2 separate regions of the Gossypium arboreum genome follow, and region 1 is linked to region 2. A link is a contact called in public Hi-C data. All regions are on one chromosome and are shown on one strand. Each heading gives the region's core, a stretch centred on a gene start, on an enhancer-like site or on the middle of the called end of the contact. The rest is flanking DNA. Distances are from core to core; before and after follow the strand shown. Region 1 has its middle 6.8 kb from the start of LOC108457390. Region 2 overlaps LOC108453973 (heterogeneous nuclear ribonucleoprotein 1).

What was found. A called contact is a pair of places that touch in the nucleus more often than the background predicts.
Region 1: a contact with region 2 is called in a Hi-C map of leaf, with 1.7 times the contacts expected there. The contact joins two enhancer-like sites. A contact is called at or near these places in 3 of 5 Hi-C or Micro-C datasets (all in leaf).

Annotation. Positions count from the first base shown.
Region 1 is chr9:11,209,998-11,216,076 of ASM2569848v2, reverse strand. No RefSeq gene overlaps it. Among protein-coding and RNA genes, the nearest start is that of LOC108457390, 6.8 kb to the left of the region's middle. Within about 2 kb of position 4,661, at least 1 of the 2 cell types and tissues checked has an H3K27ac peak or open chromatin away from gene starts, as enhancers often do. A contact at or near this core is called in leaf, where this site is marked.
Region 2 is chr9:11,166,458-11,172,425 of ASM2569848v2, reverse strand. It overlaps LOC108453973 (heterogeneous nuclear ribonucleoprotein 1), which reads right to left. Exons shown (of 5, transcript XM_017752245.2): 5 at 5,332-5,968. The coding sequence ends at 5,550. Among protein-coding and RNA genes, the nearest start is that of LOC108453973, 5.1 kb to the right of the region's middle. Within about 2 kb of position 3,960, at least 1 of the 2 cell types and tissues checked has an H3K27ac peak or open chromatin away from gene starts, as enhancers often do. A contact at or near this core is called in leaf, where this site is marked.

The sequences.
Region 1 (6,079 bases), core at 3,412-5,911, 43 kb before region 2:
TCTCCCGGATGGGCTTGCATTCATTATTTCTGTTGATACTCATATTCTTGAACGGGCCTATGGGCCACACTGTTATGTAAAAGGGCTAAGGCCTTGCTCAGATTCGAAAAGGGCTTGACCATCTGTGTCTTGTTATCTGAATAGGGCTTAGGCCCAATGGGCTCGAGCTGAATTGGGCTTTGGATGGGTTTCTGATACACCGAGTTTTCCCAAACTCACCCCCTTCCTCTTCCCTCCTTGCAAGTGAGCCCTAGTTGGTGGACTTGAGTCAAGGGATTCATAGTGGCCATGAAGATGGATTGCCAATTTTAAATAAGTTTAGCATTTAATTTGGATTATTTTATTTTATTATGTTTAAAGTTGTAATAAGGCCGCTCTTTTAATTACTTATATTTTGGGGATTATTAAACTGCTAGCACTAGGGTTCGCTTTTATAAAATCTACTTGTTTTTAAAAAGATCACGATGACGCATAAAGTTTCCATAAAGTAAATGTTTTCCCAAGAAAATAAATATTTTAAGCAAATGATTTGCAACCTTAATCATTTTCTTAAGCTGGTCATAATCAAACGGTTTTCTCAAAATTATACGAGATGTTAGAGTGTGGCAATGGCGGTGTGCATGTCTAGGATTGGATCCGAAGAGAGAGCTTGGTACTTAAGCAGTCCGACGGACTCACCTCCTCTTCTTCCTGGTTTCCTACCTGGTGCGCAGCTTCCATTCACTTTAACCTACCTTTAAAAGTGTCTTTTACAACACCAACTCAGCTTTTCCAAACTAAGTAATACGGAATGTTTTGAACGCATCAATGTGGCGCATCAGATCCGGTCATAACGTCCAGGCCGGGTTTGGGGTGTTACAACTTAATTTTGGACTATGTTGTTTTTATTTAGACACAAATACTTATTTTTTATGAATTACAATAACAGGGTAAAATTCGAACAATTAACGAGATTAGCACGACTTAAACTCAAGTCACACCTAAGACGATGAACACCATTGACCAACAGGCCATCATATGAGATTCTATCATATTTATATAAATAATTTTTTATTTCTATTATATTTAAATGTAAATAAAAATAAATTATTAATTTTTATTTATATCAAAATAAGTATTTAATTTATAAGTTCAAATTCGCTATTAATCTTTATATTATGAATAAATTGTAAATTTAATTCCTATATTTTAATTGATTATTTTTGTTCCTTTATTTTTAAATTTTGAAATTCAGATCCTAACTAAATGATATTTATTTTTTAAGCAACTAAATGGTATTTGTTAAATTTATTAAATTATACTATTTTTTTAATTTTGTGCATCAAATATACCATCATCTATATAATTCAATATCGATTTGCTACTTTATATAATATTCATAAAAAAGTCTATTAATAGATTTAACGATTATCATTTGTGACATGTCAAAATAATATAGGAATTAAAAATGATGAAATTGGAGATCATGGATTAAATCTATAACTTTACATATAATATATTGACTAATGTTACATTTGGTAGTTTTTTTTTTTCACCGTGTTTTAGTGCATGAGTTAGTGATAACTAATTTCAATTGGTAACTTTTAACCACTTACGTAACTTATTTACGACAAAGAAAAGGAATTATTTTTTACTCATCTTGAATATGTCTTATTCTTTACAATAGTTTTTACATATGCTTCTAATCTCAACTTTAAATCTCTATTGATTATTGTTCATTATATGTCTATCTATTTTAATTAGACTTGTTCATGGGTCGAGCTATCCGCTCATGCTCGAAGGTCCGCCTAAAATTTGAGAAGGTGTGGGCAAAAATATTAAGCCAAAGAAATGGTCTTGGGCAAAAAAATTAGGCCCGTTTAAAATATAGACCGTTTTAAGTTTATAATAATTTATATTATGTTATTTTTATATATTATGTATTTTAGAGCACATTAAAAATAAACCTATACTAAATATATAATACTACTCTAATGTAAACATTAAAATAATGTTAAAGATGATTATATAAAAATTTTAATTAAATATAAAATGTATAAAATGAATAAAATTATTAAATATTAAAATAATATAATATAAATATTTTTAAAAAAATTAAAAATAATATGGGTGGACCTAAAATGGGCTTGGGTTAGTCTTTTGTAAATATCGGTAGATTTGGGCAAAATTTTAGACTCATATTTCAAGCTAGGCTAGGCTTGAATAAGCATAAAATATGTTAATATCATGTTTAGGTCCAACCCGGCCTGGCTCATGAGCAACTCTAATTTTAACACAAACGTATTAATTAAACTTTTTTCTCGTATTATCTACCTATCTGTTTATCTCTCTCTCTCTCTATATATATATAACCAATTCCAAATGAGCCATTAGGAGTTAATAGGGTTAAAATAGGTATTACAAAAATTAACAGGGACAATTTAAGATTAAGATTTAATAAATGCAATTTAAGCATTTTGAAAAACAAAGTTAATTAGTTTTACCTTATGATCTTAAATTTATCATTACATTTTAATTATTAATGGTTTAATTATTATTTAGTGTCTAAAATTTCATTTTGTCTAATTAATTATTTTTGTTTTTAACAATCTATATATATATATATATATATATTTCTTGCCCTTTTGGGAGTCTTTGAAATTAATAGGGTAGTTTGGTCTTTTAATTTAATGTAATTTTAGACAATTAATTTAATTTGGTTAATATATATTTTATTTTTATGTTTTAAGAGTTCTTTTATCTTGATATAATACTAAAAGGAAGTATTGATTGGGTTGTGATTACTCAAAACTAGGGATTGTCAGAATGCTCCTTTTTATTTTAAACAAATGTATTTATTTTTCTCAAAATTATAATTAATTGTCATTTTATATATATATATATATATATATATTATTTTGGCTTAGTTTGGATGAATAATACGTTTACTTTCGGTAATGTTAAAAATAGTAATAACGATGAAACTATTTACTATAATTGTGAGGTAAAAGATTCCACCGCACCCCAACCACCGTCTATCCAAAAAAGGACTTTATAATTAAAATTGTAAGCTTTCATTCCCATTTTTTACTTTTATTTGTCAAACAAATTATACTATAATTTAATTAATTGTAATTTATTGTATATTAATTATTGTTTACTATATGCACATATTTAAATAAAATTATACAATTAAAACAAAATGTATGCCTTTATTGGAAAATATTATCACTGATGAATTGCTATTAAACATTAATGCATATGTTCATATTATGATTGAAGATGTTATTACTTATATGTGTATATTATTAATCATTTTTTAATTCTAATTTATAATTCATAATATTGTTAATATTTTGAGTTAATAGGATGATATTGAATTAGACCTTTTGAAAAAAAATTTATATATTAATTATATTAGTACTTTTTAATTAATTATGTTTTAATTATTACATGTATATTGTAATTTTATTTTGAATATCAATTTATAAATATTTATTATTTTTTATATATATTTTTGAATAATCTCATTATAGGTTTCTAATAATAAATATTTATTACATATATATTTTATTATATATTTTAAATATTAATTTAAAAAAGTACAAGATAGAATCAATAACTTATGCAGCGTACAAAGACTTATAGTAAAATTTGACTAATTCCTAGCTTCAAATTTATACGGTAACATAAAATGATAATTTTCATAAAAAAAACATAAATTAATATTTTATTTAAAAAGAGTTTATTTAGATGAAAATAAAAAATATTATAATAATTTCCAAAAATAAAAATAATTATTTTTTAAAATTTAAAATTTAGAATTTATCTACGAATGAGAATAATATTTTTTAATATTAATCTTATTATAAGTTCTATTCTTTTCAATATAATACCTAAAATTACATATAATCATTCCCTAACTTTTAAATAAAATAATACAGCACATTTAAATTTATATCTTATTGCATTAGCAACAATAATGATTCTAATACTCAATCTGGTGTGGGAATAATATTTTAAACAGCATTGAATCATGCATTAATGGTAGGAAACAAGTAGATTGGTGGTGTAAGAATTAGATGCTAAAAATAACTCACCTTTTCCAATTTTAAATGTTGGAAGGTAAAATATTAATAGTACTCACATGAAATTTTCATTAATTTTTAATTTGAGGGGAACGAGGAAAGCTTCTTCACATGTTGGCACATGGACGGCTGTCATTATATTCCCGTGCACCCGTGGGTGACATAATAAAACAACCCAAATTATTTTAGGGGCACCCTCTCTTTGATTAAGTTGTAATTAATCACCGGGGGTAATTTTGTATTTTCAAGATTGACCCTAATCTCTTTTGACAAGAGGACCTTAAGACACATGGGCCCACTATGCCACGCTGGAGGGTCCCACAATGCTTTTGGGAGGGGCATATTATTTTCCTTCATTAATTATGTTCTTTAATATTTTCTTAATTAGGTGTCCATATTTTTGCATTATTAATAAAATAATTAATTGAAAAGAAGAAAGGTGGGGTTTTAGGGACAAAATCTTTCTTCTTTTTAAGGTACATCTCGAAATGGGGCCCATTTCAGAATTTTATGACGATCTGACGGTGACCGAGGAATGTATGTAAATTTGGACGGTCCCTAGAAGATCATGCCAACCGTCTCAATCACGATTCCAGATGATGACACGTGTAATTATTAGGCTGTTAGGCAGACAAGGGTCCTAATGGGTAGGACCCAAGTTGCCATCCAATGGAGAAGAAGTCAAGAACATGTTGCAACAATCATTTTCAGTGTGCAATGTATGCAATCATTTTCTCCCTCCATCCATCATTGCTATTTCCCTACGAAATAAAATTTATATATATATTTTAATAGTAAAATATTTATACTATTAATTGAGAGAATATATATTCGAATTTTAGAGATAATATTATTAAGAGAATTACAAATATTTAAAAAATTAGTGTTCTTTATGGACATAAAAGATACATAAATAAAGTTTGTGATGAAATAAGTTGAAATATATATATTTAAGTAAAGTATTGAACTGGGATAGATGTAGGAAAAATTACTCATCTCACCTTATTACCATCTCTAAGAGAACTATAAATTATCATTCGTACACTAAGTTTTTTAGTATCTTCTATTTTTATTTTACAGTTCGTGTTCGTGATTTATAATTGTCCTTTTTAATAATATTGTTTTCAAAGTTTGAATTTATATTTTTTAAGTGTAATGTTTATTTTATAGTAAAATTTATTAAATTAAATTCAAAATAAATAATAATAATAATAATAATATTATTATTATTATTATTATTATTATTATTATTGTTGTTGTTATAGGAAAAATATTATTGTTGGTATTATTATAGTTAGTTATGTCTCAAGGAAAAAAGGGGAAGTTGTTACGTTTTGTAGCAACATATTAAGAATGGTTATAATTGTAATGATTCTTTTCATCTTGATTTGTTTTTGACTGCTTTTTTTCATGTTGGTTTTTGAGTGTTGGATTTGGTATGTAAAGGTCGGTCAAATTTCAATAAAATTATTTTAATTTGATTTTTAATATTTAATTTATAATATTAATATAAAAACAATTTTATCATCCTTCTAAATAGTGAATCGACTTTTTGAATCAAAGCTTATGTATTAATATATATTTAACTAATTCTTTTTTAAATTTACGTTCTCTTACATTGGTATCAATATTCATGTCAATCGAGCTAAAACTCAACCGATTCCATGGTATTGCTTTACATATGATAATCAATTACGTGACATCCATTAATATATATATATATATATCATATCTGAAAATATACAATATATATATATATATATATATAAATTAATAAAAATAAAACTTTTGTATTTTCATAACATATACATTATAAAAACATTATATAAAATATAAAAATTCAAAATTATATATCTACATGAAGATCTGAAAAAATTAAATTCAAATTTCAAAATTTTTATAATATATAAATTATATGGAATAAAGATTAACATTAAATAAAATATAAAAAATAAAAAATTATATAGAAATAAAAAATTTATATAAAACTCAAAAAATATTTAAATTTAAAA
Region 2 (5,968 bases), core at 2,711-5,210:
TTTAATCCCTATTATGCATTTTCATCAAAAATCACTTTACAAAACATAAAAATCTGTCATAAAAAATTCATATTTCAACATTAAACATCAAAGAACACATAGGTTTGACAATGGAAACTCTCAAAATCTTTAACAGTTTTGAAATCTAAGGTACGGGCTAGCTAGATTGGACTGCAACGATTACAAAAACATAGAAATCATCAAAAACTGAGCAAAAATTACTCACCAATTAGACCATGCAATAGCTGAACCTTAGAAAGCTTCAATGGCTTCTCCAAACATGAATTTTCGATCGTGGAAGATGATAATATGAACATAATTTCATTTTGTTTTATTAACTTAACTTTTAATTATCAAATACCAAAAATAACCTTAATTATAAACATATAATGGATGGCCATAATTGTCCAATTACACTAATCATGGACTACTACATGATAAGGACCTTTGATTTATTAAATCATAGCAATTAAACACCTTTAAAAAGTAGAATGCCACTTTTGTATTTTACATGATTTAGTCCTTTTCATCAAATTGACTATTCAAATGATCAAATTAACTCAAGAAATTTTCACACATATCAAATAACATACTGTAAATACTGAAAATAATATTAAAATAATTTACCAATATTGAATTTGTGGTTTCGAAACCACTGTTCTAATTTAGCTAAAACTGGGTTGTTACATGACTCCTAGAGGATAGGGTCATATGTGTGACTGACTTGACTGAGAGTACATTGGACATGACCCAAGTAGAATAGATCCTAAATTCGTTTATAGATTTTTTTTCACTTGTGACGTTCATAGTGTGGAATACCTTAATTCTAAGTGGATGGTGGACTGTATACGTGACTCATATATTTGATGTAAGTAAAAGCTTGAGTTTAAATAGATAAGAATCGAAAGCTGGTGCGTTGAGTATACGACTTCTACAGTATATATCATCATTCACAATAGTGGAATTCATAGCCCAATTAATGGGTAAACGATATTCTCTCATTGACATTACATGATAGATGAAAAAGTAAACATGGTCACAAGTCATTTATCTTTGTGATAAATGACTTAATTACTATTTTATAATAATTGAATTTTCATGAAGGAAGATGTAATGGTTACCATGAGATAAAATAGAATCATATTGAGAGAATAAATTTATCCCAAAGAGATTAAGGATATCCTATGAGGGTAACACACTTATGACAAGATTATTAGACAAACACTGATTAAATAACTTTCGTAATGGTATGTAATTGAGGAGAGCTCAGTCGTGATACTACAGTGAAATGACATTTTAACTAAATAGTTTATTATTAGAAGGTGAAAATCTAGAATTTAATTATAAATTATTTGAGCTATAATTAAATATGTTCAATCGGTCCCTCTGCTAGCTCGTTGAAACCAGAAATGAATTGCATGTAGAACCAAATGAACAAAAATGGATGAAAATAATGAAGTTGGAGAAATGGGTCACATTTACAAATGAATTTTTTTCTCACTAAGTATAAAATGACTTGAGAAGTAATTTAAGTTTTTGAATTATTAATTATTTAATTAAATAATTGAAGTTTGAAAATAAAATTAATTAGTCATTGTGAATCAATCGAATATGAAAATCAAATATATTTCCTCGTAGATTCTTTTATGGTAAAAATGCAATGACTTTAACGTAATTAGAATTGGGTTGAGAAAATTATTTAATTGGAAAAATAATTTATCTAATTAAATTAATTAAATAAATCATATTTATTTTGAGAAATAAAAACATGTATTGGGTTGGATTAAATTATAAAATATTTTGAGAAATAGAAAACATATATTGGATTAGAAGCAAATATAATTGGACCCAATATAAGAGAGTCTCAAATCCCCTCATTATAAGAAAGAGGGGTGGCATCTCTAGTAGGGGTGAGTATTCGATCAAGTCGACTCGAATTGAGTCAAAAATTTTTAAGTTAGTCGAGTTAACAAATCCTATTTTAGCAACTGAACTCAATTTGAATTTTTTTCGAATCGAAACGAGTCGAGTCAAAAAATTTCGAGTCAAATCGAGTCGAGTTAATGAATCCTATTGTTTATACTTAATATTATGTTTAGATAGACTGATTATTTAACTAGTAAACGAAGTAAAAGATTATTTAACTACATGAACAATATAATGATTTTGCCTTTTAACTTATTAGGTAAACATTTATCAAGACGACGTAGTTTTGCCTTTTAATTTAATTATTTTGAATTTTAACTTTTAAAAAAGTAAATATTTATCCAAACGACGTAGTTTTGTAGTTTCTTATTCGGAGTTTTGGATAACTCGAATTGTATAATTCATATTCGAATTAAATCGAAAAACTTAATTTTTTATTCGAGTTGATAAACGACGTAGTTTTGTCATTTCTTATTCAGATTTTCAGATAACTCGAATTATGTAATTCATATTCGAGTTAAATTGAAAAACTTAATTTTTTATTCGAGTTGATCCGAAAACTTGATTAACTCAAATAACTGGAACTATTTAATTCAAAAATTTGAATTTTTTATCGAGTTTTTCAAATCGAATCGGATTTTACTCACCCCTAATCTCTAGTATTATTTACTAGGGTGTGTTACCCACCCCATTCTACTTAGAGTAGAATATTGTTTTCTATTAAATAAATATTATTTGTGTTTTACTAATTCAGTTAGAATTTTCCTATTTCTCCTTGTAAATAGATGATGCAAGTAGAGCTTGATGGAAAATCGGGTTTGGAAAACACAATGAAAAATAGATTTGAGAAAAATCAGAGTTTTAGTTTTTTTTTTTTAAAACTAGAACTTGGTTGTGATATCTAAAGTAATAAACACTTAATTAAAATTATACATTTTCGATTCGTCTAGGATAAGCGCTTTAACTAGTAGTCTCCTTCAATATCTACAAACTCAAGTTTGCCGAGTGTGGGCTTGTTTCAAAAAAAAAAAAAGAGATTCATAAAAATTACCAGTGAGATAATTTTACAATTTATCTAAACTTTTAGGCCAAGTTGTAAATAAGAAAAATATCTCTAAAAATTTTCTAAAATAATTTCTTTAGAGAATTTTCTCTCTACAGTTTTCTTTTGAATTTAAGTATGTGAAAAATAATGATCCAAGACTCTATTTATATAGGAAGAGTTTAGAGAGGTCAATTATAGTTAAACTTAATTACACATGTGATAATATACTTGTTGCGTAAAATTTTGAAAATAACATAATTTAACTTAATGGATTTAACAATTATCATTTATATCAAGATTAAAATTTCAAATTCAAAATTACAATGACTAAAAATAATCAAATTAGAATTTAAAGACTAAATACACAATTTACTCATAATACAAACATTAATAGCAGAAATTGACCTAAAACCTATCAACGCGTTACAAATAAAAAGCACCAAGACTATTCAACCCAGTTTTCAAAATCTAGTCCTATGACTTGTGTTGTTTAAATTCTTGTTAATACTAGGTTTTGAGTTCTCGACAACTCCTTTTTTTTTTTGCCCTTTAAATAAAAGGAAAAAAACTTTTCAAGGTATAAGTTGAAGATGTATCTTGGTGATAGAATAACCATTCTCTTACCTCTAGGTTCATAGTCTTAATATGAATGATATTATAAGAATTGGTTTGATGATTAATGGTTGTTTAAAATAATTTTAAAAATAATAAAAACATAATCATTTTTATACAAATTATAAAAATTAAATTAAATGTTTAAACTAATTTAAATTGATTTAACTATAAATTATATAAATTAAATTAAATATTTAAACTAACTTAAATTTGATTTAACTAAAAATTATAAAAATAAAAGTAAATATTTAAACTAACTTAAATTAGATTTAACTATAAATGTGGATGAATTAGAGCAGAGACCATAAAGGTTGGGCTTTTGATGGTAACACATTCCTCGGACCACAGATTCCAATAAGAGAAGCAAACAATCATGGATGGAAACAGAACACAAATTCCGCAGCCGTGATATGGTGTTATAATCGTATCCAAGTTTCACAAACTGCTATTGGACAGAAGAGTAGCAATATGCACAAGTTGATAGCTTTATTATGCTTTGTATTTAGAAATGGCACAATGATTATTTAACATTTAACATTTATATATTCTATTAATTTAATCCTTAATTTTTAAAAAGTTAAATTTGACAATTAACCTTTAAAAATAATCAAATTACTTTTTTTTCTTACAAAATACAGACTAAAACATTAAATATTTAAATATGATAATTGTTCTCACATTGGGATAAACACTTTTTGTTTGAGTTAGTCCATGAAATTTCTTTGAAAAATGTTGAACCAAAAAAAATTCCAGACCCCAATTTAAAATAATCGCTTAATTTAGACTTTAATGTAAAAATAATTACCAAGTTTAGATATCCACCGGATTGAATATAACAACCCTCCCCCAACGTTATATAGCTATAACGAGGGCTGCCTTTCTCTCTCTACCGCTGTGTCTATCTCCGTCAAGTGTACTCCCGCCACGCAACTCTCACAAGAATCAGAATCGTGTGACAAAACCCTCGACCAGTGTATCCGGTATGTAGAAGTCTTGAACCTGGCATCAAAGAAAGTAACTTTCAGTATGGAATGCCTCACTCAATGAGGAAGTATATTCATTACATTTGTAAGCTCTCTATGTAGCGATTGAACCCATGCTTGTTATCAAAAATTTCGTTCTCCTTAAAATTAAAAAATCATAGACAAATTCAAAAATAATTACCAAGTTTAGATATGAATATAAACAAATAATAATAATAATAAGGCCATGACTGAGAACCACTGCTAAGTTGAAGCACAAAAATATTAACCAAAAACACATGATGAGGAAGGGATTTCTCCCAAAATAAGATATTTAAGGGCAATGCTAAAGTTATGGTGTTTAGCAGAGAACTCATGAGATATTTTGGAAAATTATGTGGTGGTAAAAAAGAAAGCTTGTCTATATTCATATTCATATTGACTTACATTTTATATTTGTTTAATATAATATATCACATAGTTATGTTTTTATGGCAATGTTGATCGGATATTTACTTTAAAAATAATTAGTTCAATTGTAAAAATAATAATATCTTATAAAAATATTTTTTATTTAAAAAAAAAGTCATGCTAATTTTTTCCCAAAAAGGGTAAAGAAAGAGAAATAGAAGCTTGGTAAAGCAAAAGGGAAATAAGAGCTGACATATATATATAAAAAAATGTTTGCTGTTTTGGCTGCTGTATTCATTCAAGAATCGATCTCACAGCTAGGGAAGTTTGCATTTTAATATCAACTAAAAGAGAAATACAAAATCAGACCACTTAGCTCTCACAGTTTAGCTTATATTAAACTAAATTTTAAAAGAGTAAAATGGATACTCAAATCCTTAGAAAGTTGAAACCTCAAATTCTGAAAAAGACTCCCAAAAATAAACAACAGAGAAACTAAACTAAGGAATAATGAACATAAGAAAAGAGCTACAATAGTACAAATTGAGACAACATTTTGTAACCTCTCAACAGAGATCTTCCCAGTTTGCCTATCTTCCATAGGGATGGTATCGACCACTTCCCGCACCACTATACCCCCCTCGACTTCCATAGAAAGAACTCCCTCCTGCAGCACCACCACCGTAGCCGCCACCAAGGCCTGCATCGTAGCTACTACCATATCCACCACCAGCAGCTCCAGCACCGTATCCCCCATAAAACTCACCTGGGCCTCCGTAGCCACTTCCCATGTCATACCCTCTGTTGAAATTTCCTCCATAGCGACCCGAGTATCCAAGAGACGGCTCTCCTCTGTATGGCCCTATACCACCACTGCCACCACCACCATAACCTCCATAACTGCCAAACTCACCACCCCCATATGCCCCATAACCACCAGCTCGACCCCCATAAGCACCACTTGATCTATTATAACCACCACCAAATCCACCACCTCCATATCTACCAT